2 separate regions of the Anser cygnoides genome follow, and region 2 is linked to region 1. The links are chromatin contacts, called in public Hi-C maps. All regions are on one chromosome and are shown on one strand. Each heading gives the region's core, a stretch centred on a gene start, on an enhancer-like site or on the middle of the called end of the contact. The rest is flanking DNA. Distances are from core to core; before and after follow the strand shown. Region 1 overlaps LOC106047298 (a long non-coding RNA gene). Region 2 holds the start of CRAT (carnitine O-acetyltransferase).

Region 1 (6,718 bases), core at 3,452-5,951:
CGCTGCGTCATTCCCCGCGTGCCATTTTGGGGCTCGGTTGCACGGGGACGTGCTGTTCCTCACTGCCGTCGCAGGGTGAATCGGGGCTGACCCTCACCGTTGGGGTGCACATCACCAAAGGCCAACCACCCCGGTCCTTTTGGGGCTCGTCTGAGGCCAGGCGGAGGAGCTGGGATGGGCGAGGACAGGAAAGGCAGCCTGGCTCCCTGCAGCAGCACCATCAGGCACTCCCTTAGCTGCTGGCTGGCTGCTTTCTCACAGGCATACAAGAAATAAGCCATCATGCACTGATAAATGCTCAAGTGAACACACACAAGCTTTTAAGGGCACGAGATTACCAACCCAGGAACCCTCCAACCCTATGGATGTGCTGAGTTGCAGGTCTCTGCCCAGCACCATGAGCCGGGCGCTCGAGCACCCACCCCGCTGGCACCAGCAGCAACGTGCCAAACCCCAAGCAAAACCCCTGCCGTGCCTGGGGGTGAGCGGCTTCCTCGTGCTCCCCCAGCCCCACAGTGAGCTAAATGCCAAGACAAGCAGCTGGGCTTCTCCCCAAGTTGTGTGACCACCGCTCAGCAGCAAGCCCACGTCCCATTTTGGTGAAATGTCCTCTCCAACGAGGAGCTGCTCAGTTCAGAACAATTCCCCACTGGCCTTGGGCACTCCCTGCCCGCACGTCCCACGTGCACCGGGCCAGGACCCTTAACAAAAGCACAAACCAAAGGACAGCATGTGTTAGCTCTGCGGTGGGTTTCCCTCGAGGGTCCTCCTCCAAGCCCCATCACCCCAAGCCCATCTGCCGGGCACTACTTGGGCATCTCCCCGGGTCCATGGCATCCCCAGGGCACCGCTCCAGCCCCTCACCATCCAACACCTGCTGGAGACCTCCCGGAGCACGGCAGCACCAGGGCTGAGCACGGGGGCTGCTCCCTGCGGTTTTAGGCAGGAGGCGGAGGGAGCCTCCTGACACGACAGCCTGGAAGAGGTGCCTGACCCCAGCTTATGGATTTTCTCCAGTTTCGATGGCAATCACTGACAAATGCTCACAAGCAACATTTCTTGGGAGGAGCACAAGCGCATTAAGACTGGAGGATGAAGGGAAAGGGTTCGCTCCTTTGCCCCCGTGCTCCTTGCCCATCTTCCACGTTCAGTCCAGGCTCAACCAGCCCGGATCCATCCTGCCACTGGGTGTGCGCCGCAGATGGGCCTCGCAGCCGGCCCCATCCTGCTCCGCAGATGGTTCCCAGCAAAGCGCAGCACAGCGGTGGTGTGGGTGAGACCTCGAGCACTTGTTTTTAAATGCCTCTAGGGCTTCCCCACCCCCTCGGACAGCATCCACCTCCACCACTGCCGTGGGATGGACTGGGATGTCCCCAGCCTTCCCCCCGCTGCCCTTTCCAAGCCGTGAGCTATCACACGGCCGTGGACGTGCTCCCAAACCATCAAAGACATCACTGCTCGCTTCAAGTCTCTCAGATATCACCTGTAGAGGAAAAAAGCCTCAGCAGTCCCTCCAAGCCCTGCAGAGCACCCAAAGCACGCAGGAACCACAAGCACCACCCACATTAAGGCACGAACTAAGCAGAGGCTTGGCATAAAAAGGCACCTGCTTGGTGTCTTTTCACTGAGCAGGCACCACAGTAGCAAGACTCATGCTGCAGGACATGGCGGGGTGCAAACGGTTCCAGGAGATATTGGATAAAAAGGTGGAAGAGGCACCAGCAGCAAGCAGGTACAAGAAGTGTTGGCCAATGTTCCCAAACCTCCTCCCTGCCTCTTGCAGCTCACGGATGCTCCCTCCAGGGTGGCAGCCTTCAAGCACTAGCACAGCCACCCCCCTACCCATACCCTGGGGGTCCTACAGGAGTAAGGAGGGGGCTGAGAGAGGGGAGACGTAGCAAAAAGGAGTGGTGATGGCCTGGGGACTAGGTGGTCCCATCGCCCAAGGAAGGGGGACCCAGCTCTGGGTGGCGGCAGTCTCCCAGCACATTGCAAGGGGCGGCAGGGAGCAGGCACCATTTTCTGGTTTTGGGCTCAAATGCAAATTATTGGAGTGAGTCACAGGGATTTTTGCCTCTCTCCTGGAGGCCCTTCATTCATTCATTCATTCTTTTTGTCATTTCCGATAACCTGAAATATTAGTCAGCTGGACTGAAGCTGCACCCACCGCCTCCAAAGGAAAACACAACCCCAGCACTGAAGGTAAGCAGCACGCAGACACAGCGGGATCAGCTCCGAGCATTCAGATCTCCCAAAGATTTCCAGACCCTGGAAAAAACAGGGAACGGCATTTAAAATGATGAGATTTGCAAGAGAAAAAAGGAAGGAGAGCGGCTGGCTTGTTTTTATTTCCCTACTGGCTTTTGAGCCTGTAGGCCACTCTTACATCACGCTGCTGCGCTCCTCTCTGCTACGGCGAGGGAAGGAGCCCTGAAAGCAGCGAACCCCCTGCCAGCGCTCTGCAGCCACGCAACTTCAAAAAACGAGGCTTTAGGGAAAGAAGGAAGAGATGAGAGATGAGGCAAATGGTGGGAGCTGCACCCTGGAAGCCCCTCTCCATCCGCAGCCACCCCGGGGGGGCTCTGGGGAGCTGCAGACACGGCCAAGAGCCGGCACGGCCTAGTCTCTCTCGGCACTCAGGGAGGGTCCCAGGAAAATGAAAAGACTTCCAGCACATCTCAGCAATTTCTCTCTGCTCCCAGAGGAAGCCTGTTTATTGGAAGCCATTTTCTGCATAAATAGCCCTTTCCTGCTCTTCTCACAAACTCAGACTGAAATCGTTTCCTAGGCTTGAGGACACCAAACCACAGCCTCCTAGATGCACGTGCAGAGCTTGACCTTATGCAGGAGACCAAAGACATCCCTTAAATCCCATCCGGAGCCCACCCAGCTCTCCCAAAGATGCCTCTGTTGAAGTTTCACATCCCCTCCCCAGCAGCTCTGGTACCAGCTCGGAGCTGCCACAGCCCCCAAATTGTCCTCAGCGCTTTCCTTAGGGGGGTCTCAAAGCCCATTTACCCCCCGTACAGCAAGCATGGCCCCAGATCCCCGCTCAGCACACAAAGAGCAGGGAGCAGCTCGCTCAAAGGCAGCACGTGTTACGAGGTAAACCCGCATTATGCACGCCTTGAATGGTGTGCAAGGCAAAGAGCAGAAATGGAGACGGTTCTCCCACCTCACCCTAACGTGGGACACCAGGTCTGCTCCCAGGCTGGTGAGGGGAGCAGGCAGACCTGGAGGTGTAGCTGGATTTCGGGGACTAAAGAGGAAAAACAGCAGAGCCATGGAGCTGCAGAGGCAGTGCTGCCCAGGGCAAGGACTGCAACGGGCCCCCCTTCTGCCCTCCCCATTTTGCAGCCCAGCACGGGGTCCTGCCGGGCTGCACACCGCTGCTGCTGGCTCTGCTGCTCCTCCTCGGCCACGGTGCCCGGGCTGGGACAGGCAGAGCTTGTGCAGCAGCCTCAGCAAGAAAACGTCTTGAAGACCACAGTTGTGGTGGTGCAAACCACCGTGCACACGGCCTGACCTTCCCCAGGAGGGCCCTCGCTCTGTCCTCCAGGGGTAAGCAGCCCCCGGCCATCGCTGCTGTCCTCGATTTTGGGGCAGGGAGCAAAGGAGGATTTGGAGACGTCCCTGCTTGAAGCTGCTCAGGGGGTCAGAGGCAGATGGAGAGGGGTGCTCTGGAGCTGGACATAGGCAGGACACAGCTCATGCCTGGTTCCTCGTGCCGCACCAGGAGATCCTGTGCTTTGTACGTCCCGTGCTGGATGTCGCAAGGGGACGAGGAGCCCCGGAGCCCTGCATGGCTGCAGGAAACCGCCCTGAGCGGGGGCATGGCCCCGAGGGACGGAGCCAGGTGGCCGGGTGAAGCCGGGGTGCTCCAGAACCGTGGTGGCACCGAGCCACCAGCTCCAACCACGCCACCGGGCGACGTCCCAACCCGGGCACCGCCACCACGGCCGGGCGGGGATGCGTCCCCGTGCGTGGCGTGGGGCAGGGGGCTTCGCACCGCCTCGCTCGCCGGCTCGGGGAAGCAAATACAAAGGCTGGGCTCCCCAGCCCTCGCTGATGGTCGACCTCTCCGTTGTCCTCGCTGCACGCCTGTCCCAGTTCCAGCAGCCGGTTGCTACAGCAACTGAGCTCTGACTAATCATTTGCGCAATGACCTTTTTTCCCCCCAGAGAGAGGGAGGGAGGGAGATGGAGAGGAGGGAGGGAGGGGAGGAGAGGCAAAGCAAGTGGAGGTTAGCAAGAAAAAGCAGCCGGGGAGAAGGGGGTTTTTTAGGAGATGCGAGATCTGGAGGGGAGGGGGGCAAAAGGGGGGAGGGGGGGTGCATTATGCAGGTGCCCCCACGCCCCAGCCGGCCCCCCGATGGGGAGAGCAGAGGGGGCCAAGCTGTGTGCCGGCGGGTGCAGCGTCTTGCTGGGGCTGTTTTCATGGTGAGGGGGTGGTGGAGGCAAAACGGGGCTTGAACACAACACATCCCTCCTCCTCCCCACCCCATGCCCCCCCCCCCCCAAAGGGCCAAAAGTCAAGAATTTGGGTCTGCCGCCAAGTGCCTGCGCAGGGCTGACGGTCAGCCCGCCTCGCGCACCCCCAGCACAGCACCAGTGGGTGCAGCTCTGGGGGGCTAACACGGGGCTGGGCCCAACCCCAAATCCCCCCCAGTGCCACACCGAGGGGCAGCACAGCCGGACACTGCTGCTGGGCCACCAGATCCGTCCGGCGAGAAACCTGAGCCCAGCTCCAGCCACCGGCACGGTGCCACCGGGAGGGGTTCGCTCCCTCCGCTGCCGATCTCAGCCGGGTGAGAGCAGGGTCAGGGCTGGCTCCGTCTGCACAGCACGGTAAATAATGCACGAGCCTCTCTGCACAGACCCAAGGAACACGCGTGAGATCGCATCCTCCTGACTCGGGGGGGGGAGAAAGTAAGTTTAGGGGTTGCACGGACCTCTCCTCCTCACTGGCACGTCCCCCAGGAGGCAGAAGTGGTGACACTGGGAGCGGTGGCGGGCAGGTGCTCACCGAGGGCGGACGGCTGTGCCACCAGCCCCGCGTTTCCACAGCGAAAGGATTTGGGCTCGTTTCCAGTGGGAGCAGAAAAGAGCCACATCTGACCTTGACCAAGCGCAGAGAGCTAAAGCCAGCGGAGATAGCCGGCGACAGAGATCCCCAGTGGCAGAGGGCAGAAATCTGTGGAGACTCAAAGAAGAATGGGTTGGCTATTTGGGGAAAAAAAATAAGGAAAAGAAAAAAGGAATTTTGAATAAAACAAAATGTTTTTGTGGAGGAAGATTCCACTATTGGAAAAAAAAAGCCTGATAAGCTCTGCGATACATCAGGGCGAGTTGGCAAGTTAGGGGAATGAGAAGAGGAGACCTGGTGTGGCTCAGGGGCAAAGCAGGGGAGGAGCGAGCTGTGCCCGGGGTGCTGAGCACGCACCCCACATGCAGGAACTCGGGAACACCCCGACAATGCTGAGCTCTGCTCAGCTCAGACCCAGAACCACTCGGAGAGATGTTCTGGTGGCCTTGGCCAGCCCTTTCTTGCCCTTTCTGTGCTGAAGACGGGCCCTTAAGTGCGCTTGGACAAAATCCTTGCTCCAAATACCTCCAACGCTTGGCCCCGGAGCACATTTGCCTTTTATCGGCACGGCTCGGCACCTACAGAAATCCCCCCTGCAGGATGTGACCCCAAGCTTGGTGAAACCCACAGGGACTTCGCGGAGGGCTCACAGCACGTCCGTAGCAGTGCCAGCACTACGCGGTGCGCTGCAGGCAGCCACGGCTTTCTCCGCTGGAGCTCGAGCAGATCAAAGACATGTCGAGCCCAATGCGATAAGCGCTGCTGAACGGCGAGAGACAGAAACTCGGGCTTGGTGCTACACAATGCGGTCTCACAGCTCCCAGATCAGGCCCAGGGCACGGAGAGCCCCAGCTCACGCCTGCCTCCGAGCCACCTTGTAGCCGGGGGCCACCGCGAGACCAAAACGCAGAGCGCAGAAATAAAACTGCTTTCCACCTCTTTTCAGTTAAATCACTGCAGCTCGCAGAGCCCCACCAAGGACAATTATTTCCAGCATGTGCCGTGCATGAACGCTGCAAGCGAGGCAGAGATGGAGTTTCATCACAGCCCGGCTTTGTGTGCAGGGCGAAGGAGGAGGAAAGAGAAAAAAAAAAAAAGGAACTTGGAACTCAAGGCCCCCCCGGCCTCACCCTGATCCCGAGGAGGCTCCGCTCTGCTCTTGCTCAACCCGACACCGAGAATGAGGAAGCGGAGGAGACAGGCGGGGGAGGCGGAGGAACGGTCAAGCTGAAGACAAACAGCCTCCGCGCCGCGCCGCGCGGCTGGGGAAGCTTGGCGAGCCAGAGGGCGCGGGAGCAAAGGGCGCAACGAGCAGAGCCCCCGGCCCCTCTGGGCTGGGGTCCCTGCGGCACAGAGCTGGGGCTTTGCTCCGGGTTTGGGTAACCTGAAAGCAGGTCTTCAGGTTTGTAGTGTCCAGCACCCGGAGCCACAAAGGCAGCCCAGAGCTCGCCTTCCCAGGTGGCAGCCGGTGACAGCCGAGCCACCACCCGGTGCTGGCTCACCCTTGTAGTGCACAGGGATGGCACAGCCGTGCCAAGCCGAGCTAGCCACAGCCAGCCCTCTGCCTTCCTTGCTTGGTTCTAGCCAGCTTGTGGCCCAGCCAGCAGCTCCCTCATTCACCTCTGCCCTCCCG
Region 2 (6,842 bases), core at 2,839-5,338, 120 kb after region 1:
TGGCAGCAGGGGAAGCGGGAACAGAAGAGCCATCGCAGCCTTTTGGCTGCAGCCAGCAGGGAGTACCACATCTACAAAACGCCCCCGGCTGAAGCCGGACTGTAAAAGCAGGGACGAAACACGTCCTTTCTGCATCTTCTTTTCTACCAGCAGTTTCCATCCACCTGTAACTCGCTCGATTTCCTACCCTACAGGCACACGCAGAGCCTCTGCATCCTGGGGGGAGCATCGCAGGCTGACATTTGCATCCCCAAACACAGCTCAACCACATTTAGACTCCCTGGCTCCCAGATACGCAGCCAATTCATTCCTTGCCTAGGAAAAATATTGTAGAGACCAAAAAAAAAAAAAAAACAAAAGCAGAAAAGAGGGAGAAACGAGTGGATCCAAACTCCTCTCCTACCTCTGACACTTTGTAGTCACAGGTCAGCTTCTTGCCTCTGACGCCTTCGTTCAGGGTGAGGATGAAGCCCATGTAGTCCGCATACGCCTGCGAGCACACCCGAGAGGGAAGGGCGTTAGGGAGCACCCACGGTCTGTCTGACCAAGCGCCGTGGCACGGGAGCACTCCTGCACACCAAGGGAGCCCTTCCCAGAACACAGCGCTGCCTTCCTGGAGACAGCCAGGGCGCGGGGCTTGCTGTGAGGTTATTGCTATTTTTGGCAGACCTCAGAGGCAGATGGTGACTGCACTGAGAGCTCTGCATCGCCGCAAAAATTACAGGGGGAAGAATTCAAAGAAAGCTCACGCCATCCCTGAAACCCTTCCCTCAGCTCCCTGCCTCTTATCAGGTCAAATTCAAACCCCATGGCTCTGCAGAGTCTCAGCTGTGCCCAGACACCCTGCTCTGCACTGCTTCTCCCAGACCTGTGCCATTAGCTCCCCGTCTTCCTTCTACTCTTCCCCGCATGCATGCGTGACGGAGAAATGGGAGACTGCTATTTTATTTAAATATGCTGCTTCTGAAGCATCAAATCCAGAGCAGTTCAGTAGCTTGAAGTCTCTGAAATGGATAGAGCAGCATGCTGCCATCTCTTCCTCCTTGGGACCCTCCTGAACAGAAATCCTGGTCAGGAGCAAGCCCTTGAGCCCAGGAGCCTCAGTAAAGGGAGCTGCATCCACAAGTTTGCTCAAGACCTGCCTATAATTTAAGCTTCTCAGATCAGTCATCAAGCAAGAACTTGTTCCTAAGCAGCAGGACCAACAGGAGGGACAAGTCTGGGCCGTAACCCCAATCCCTCAAAGGCAGAGGGCAGAGAAGCTGCCTGCCCCGCCAGCCCCACGCATATTATAAACAAAACTTACCCAGGAAATTGAAGGCCTTGGCCCCTTCCATAGAGCAAGGTGGGCAGGCGCCAGGAATCCGCCCAGCCCAATGCTATTAGAGGGCAGGCAGCAGGACCACGTCCAAGCTGAGTTCAAACAGTGCGGGGTAAACCCAGTTTTGATATAACTTACGGGCTAGGTAGGGCGAAATAGCGACCAGCTTCTAGTCTTGCACACTGGCAGGGAGCAGCAGCAATGCTTACGCACCCCCAGTCCCCCCCAGCCTTTGGGCTCTCCCTGGCTCACACCCTTCTCAGAACATTTGGCTGCCAGGCTCCACACCACCCCCCTGCCAAGTCATTTTCCTACAAACAGGCAGTGACTCTCCCTCTTTAACACGGGTCAATTAATTTCTCATTACTTGCCCGCACCCGATTTCCCCAGTGGCTGTTCCCAGGCCGGACCTGGCACTCACCAGTTCTCCCTGAACCCGGAGCCATACCTGAGAGCGCTTCCACTTGCCCATGTCAGAAACGATGTTTATCTCCTTCTTGGGGATCATGAAGTTCTGCTGGATGGGAGGAGCCATCTCCTCCGAGGTGCCTGCGAGATGCAAGAAAGAAGTAAACCAGAGGCAGCGGAGAATAACCTTCCTCTCTTAGAAATCAGCAGTAATTTCCCAGGAGACAGAAAGCAAAGAAACCCATCCCAGCCTGCGCCATTATCTCACCGTGTCCCGCTCAAACAGTATCCTTCTCAATCCCCGGAAACATTCCCCTAAGGACCCTTCGGGGCTTCAGGAGGCTGCATTACGTTTGTTTTCACTACTAAAGACGCGTTTCCAATCCAGGCAGAGAAGTTTGCAGGAGCCAGCACAGCCAACATGCAGCTAGTTTCATTATTTCTGCCCTCGGGTCACGCTGCAGCACTGAACTTCCCTGACAAACTAACCCTGCCTGGCTTTTAGGGTGCTAGGCACGAACCACGTTCCCCTAAAAGGGACAATTCCTGCAAAGACAAAGCAGGAACGATTCAAAGGACGGCAGTCCAGAGCCACAGCCGCCAGCCCAGGGGCTCGATGGGACCCAGCACCTTCCAGGTGGAAGCTACAAAGAGCATTTAAATCGTAAAGCGCTACCAGAGCCCAGTTAATATAACATTTGATGCGCGTGCTGATCACTAACGCAGCTCTTCCCCTGGGCATCCCAACCCAAACACGTTCCTGTAAGCGCAACTTTAATTAGCATGAGGCGGTGCAGCAGACCCCTGTTAGGGGAACCGGGTGCTAATGTGAATTCGTGAATTCTCTTAACAGTCGCCCGGTTCATCATTTTAATCCCAAAAAACCTGCAGGCGTTTGTTCAGCGCTGGCAGCACTTCAGTGGCTGCTCTCCACGCCCCAGCAAGCTCAGGCACCGGCTCCGCAGCGTACTGCTCCAAACTGGACCTCCCCAAAACATCGCAGGCTGCACTTACACCGAGATACTCCCCAGAAGCAGCAGAGCAGCGCTGTCGAACAGGCAGATCAGGGGAAAGGGAACCCAAAATCCCAGGAACCACAGAGAATCTGCTACAGATCTGTCACGTAACCTTAGAAACGATTCTCCGTCTAAGAACTGACGGAGTCTCATCACCTGCCTCGGGTGTTAGGTTTGTCCCCGATCATAGGTTCCAGTAAAACCCCGGATACAGGGATGAGAGGAACAGGACGTGAGGAATTCAGAAGAAAGACGTCTCCCTGCCTTCTGAAAATTCACCCAGCGATTAGCACCACGATGACGGCGCTCTTTATAACACAGCTTATGGCACGAGCGCAGCGAAAACCTCCAGAGCTGCGGTGGGAAAGGCAAACGCCGACTTGTTCGGTGCCACAAACGACGCGCAAAGACCCGAGAGGAGGCCAGGGCCTGCCCCGGGGTGCAGGGCCCCAGGACCCGGACGCTCCCAGCCCGGTCCCGGTCCCGGTCCCGCCGTGAGAGGGGCTCGGTGCTGCCCGTCCCTCACCACGGGGAAACTGAGGCACGACCAGCGGGCGGCACAGCCCAGCCCCGGCCTGCTGCGGTGGCCCCAAACCCCTCAGCACAGGGACCGCCCCCGGCCCGGTACCAGCCGCTTTGGACGCCAAAAGGGGAGTTTTAACCCAAAAAGGGGAGCTTTTCCCCCAAAAAGGGGGAGGTCCCCCCCATAAAAAAGGGAGCTCCCCCCCCAAAAAGAGCAGCTCCTCCTCCCCCAAAAGGGAATTTCTCCCCCCAAAAGGGCAGCCCCCCCAAAAAAGCGGGCTTCTCCCCCCAAAAACGGGGCAGCCCCCCGCCACCCCCCAAAGAGCCGCCCCCCCCCCAGTCCCCCGAATCCCCAGGACCCCGTCAGGGCCCCGCCGGCTCCCGGCCGCGCTCCCCCCGTCACCTGCCCGCTGCTCGCTCTCTGCCATCTTCCCGGAGCCCGGCCGCCGCCGCCGCCGCCACCTCTCCCCCCTCACCCCCAGGACGCGCTGAAGCCGCCCGCGGCCATCTTTGAGAAGGGCACGCCGCCCGGCACTGAGGGGCAGCGGCAGGCAGCCGCCGGCTTGGCCGCTCCCGGCCACCGTCGCGCCCCCGCCGCCATCTTGGTGTAGGGCACGGCTTTTGCCCACAGGGCCATGTTTGTGAAGGGCGAAGCGGGGAGCGGCTGAGCGGCGTTAGGAGGGAGGAGAGGCGCTCCTCAGCGGGCAGGGCGCCCCCTCGCTGAGCTCCGAGCAAAGCAGCCTGCGGAGGAGCCGCCTCGCCCTTCGGAAACCGCCTCCTTCCCTCAGCGGCGGGGCTGCGCCCTTATCCAAGATGGCAGCGCCGGCTTCGCCCCGCTCCAAGATGGCGGCGGGGCGGCCCCGCCCCTTGGCGGCCGAGCGGGGCGGCGGCGGCGGCGGTGGCGGCGGTGCCCGGTGTCGCCGGTGTCCTTGCGGCGGGCGCGGAGCCATGCTGGCCTTCGTGGCCAGGGCGGCGGTGAGTGGGGGCCCAGCGGGCCTGGGCAGGGCCGGGGGGGGGCGAGGGGGCGGCGGCGGGCCCGGGACGGGACGGGACCGGGCGGGGGGTGCTGGAGCGGGGCTGGGCACGGGGCGCGCAGGGGGGGCTCGGGGGGGGCTCAGCCCTGCGGGGTTGGCGTTCAGGGAACCCTAAAACCGCGAGGGAACGTCATTCTGGGTGCGTAGGGTTGGAGAAGCCCTTCAGGATCAGCTGCTCCAGCCGTCCCCTGCCGCCCGTGTCACCGCCGCGCCTGGCCCCAAGCACCGCGTCCGGCCCGGCCGTGAGCCCCCCCCCCCCCCCCTCCCCCCGGGGACGGTGACCCCCGCACCCCCCCGGGCCGCCCGTCCCAACGCCCCTGCCGAGGGGCAGGCAGGGGAAGGCAGCCCCCCGGCAGATCCCCCCGGGAGGAGGAGGCGGCGGCGGCGGACAGCGGGGGCTACGTGACGGCCTCGCCCCCCGAGCCGCTTTCTCGGGGTGCGAGAGGGCTCCGGTTTCCGATTGAAAAGAAAAGACAAACCCCGCCGCCACCTGACACCTCCGGCCGTGCTGGGAATCGGACCCGGCTCTGAAATGCCTGCTGCCCTCCAGCCCCAGCCCGCAGGTGGGTTTCCCAGCGGCTTGGCAGGCTCTGGGAAAGGGCAGCTGCCGAGCTGCAACGGGGCCGGGGAGCGGCGCCAGCCCGAGCCGGCCACGGCCGCGCACCCCGCGCGTGTTCGTTTTCCCCGTCGCTCGTGGGGAAAAGGTGGGCTCTGCGCTGTCTTTTGCTGCCGGCTGCCTCTCCTCTGTTCGGCCGCGATCGCTGCTCCTCCTCCTCCTCCCACCAAGTGCTGCGCTTTGACCTCGCACCGAGCAAGCAGAGGACGTGAAAGAGGAACGATGCAAAACCGCTCCGTGCTTTTAAACGGGGGCGTTCTCACTGTGGTTTGGGATTTTCCTGGTTAACCCTAGGGAAATATGAAACTCGTTGCTTGGGATTATCATACTTGATCTTAGCTACGTTAAAGCCTGCTCATCTGCCCCACAGTAGATCAGACAGACATAAAGATGGGGAAATAGTCCTTGTGACAGCACAGTTCTGTTGCTGCCCTGCTTTGGAGATACTTTTTTTACTCTTTTTAAGGGTTGATGGCCCAGAGCTCCCCACAGCCGTGCAATAACGATCATACGTGCATGGGGGCGAGGGCAGTAGGACACCACCTTTAGCCCCAAAGTGAACCTGCTCCTGTCTCCCACTAATTCCCCTACTGACGCAGTCACTGACCCGTTCCTGCTGGAGAGCTGTCCTCATCCAACGCCCTCTGGCCACCTTTACCTGAGTAAAGGGACTAAATTCCCCATCACCCACAGAAGTGCTTCCCGTGCTTGTCCCATGCAGTGACACCCCCTGGTGCCGCCTGCTTCCAGGACAGAACTTGGGGTCCCTCCTGCCCGCAGGTATTTTGGTTCCCCTCCCCCTGGCTGCTGCAGCTTCACTGCAGGCAGCCTCTAAGGGAGAAGCCCCCCCCTCCGCTCCTGCGCGCTGAGGGAAAAACATGCCCAGCACCCTCACTTCTGCCATGGCTGGGGGCCCAGAACTATCGATCGAAGAGAGAGCAGCAGGCACCGAACGGGCAACGCGGGGCTGACGGGCAGCGGCCGAGGGAGGGCTTCCTGGAGAGGTGCCTCTGCGGCGCTTGATGCAATCGGACGGTCCGATTACCCGCAGATTACCCCCGGCTCTCCCGGGCCTGTGTCTGGCCTTTAGCCCTCTGATCAGAGCAGTCATGTGGCACTTTGCTAATGAGGTGACGCCCTGCACGGGCAGCACATTGTCAGGGGGAAGAGGAAACCAAGACAGGCCGAGGGAGAGCTTTACGATCATTTCTGTCCTCCCAGCCATGGATAGGAAGCAGAAGCAAGCAGAGAAGGTACAGTATGCCCACGCTGCCATGATTAACCCCCTTCATTTCTTCCCAGCCCCTCTCCTTTCATGCTTCAGTAATTCCCCCTTCTCTTGTTTTTAACATTCCTTCCCCAGATCTTGACCCCATAGTTCTTAGCAGGTCCTCCGAGGAGCGTAGAGCATTTTTGCTGGGGGCTCAGCACTGCACAGAAGGCTTTTGTCGCCTTGCAGACTTAGCTTTCTTCTTCTCCGTGCTTAACTCTTGGGAGGTGGGGGCTGGCGGACACCTATTTTCTTATTGCTTTGGAAAGCAAAGGGCATGTTCTCACTGGCTTTGCATCCTCAGGCAAAGTCCAGAGTCCTGTAGAAGAGCATCTGGTGCGGAGCTTTCTAAGGGCTTTCGCTCCCTGTCCGATCTGTGCAGCCTGTTTATAGCAGCCACGATTTCCCGAACAGTTCACTCTGACCCCTCTCCAAAGATCCCTATAATTTGGCCAGATCCGTAACGGCACCACTAGATAGAGGTCCTCCTAATACAGCTGGGTCCTCCACGAACTGGGGGGGGTTCACCAGCACAAAGGAGCGTTGCCCCAGGGCCAGCACATCACAGCCAGTCCTCCCCAGCCGTCGCTGGTGATAAACCATCCCTGGCCAAAGCTGGGGCGGGGGGAGTTAATTGTGCCTCAGATTTGACTCG

The links. A called contact is a pair of places that touch in the nucleus more often than the background predicts.
Region 2: a Hi-C map of liver shows a contact between it and region 1, with 9 times the contacts expected there. The contact joins the promoter of CRAT here to the enhancer-like site in region 1. A contact is called at or near these places in 2 of 7 Hi-C or Micro-C datasets (both in liver).

Annotation. Positions count from the first base shown.
Region 1 is chr20:6,032,855-6,039,572 of Taihu_goose_T2T_genome, forward strand. LOC106047298 (a long non-coding RNA gene) reads right to left here. Exons shown (of 5, transcript XR_007160187.2): 4 at 2,168-2,268; 5 at 1-1,483. Among named protein-coding and RNA genes, the nearest start is that of NTMT1, 36 kb to the left of the region's middle. Within about 2 kb of position 4,702, at least 3 of the 3 cell types and tissues checked have open chromatin away from gene starts, as enhancers often do. A contact at or near this core is called in liver, where this site is marked.
Region 2 is chr20:6,152,193-6,159,034 of Taihu_goose_T2T_genome, forward strand. CRAT (carnitine O-acetyltransferase) reads left to right here and starts at 4,089. Exons shown (of 14, transcript XM_048053057.2): 1 at 4,089-4,242. The coding sequence starts at 4,111. It overlaps PTPA (protein phosphatase 2 phosphatase activator), which reads right to left and starts at 3,825. Exons shown (of 9, transcript XM_048053203.2): 1 at 3,671-3,825; 2 at 1,770-1,870; 3 at 404-490. The coding sequence starts at 3,695.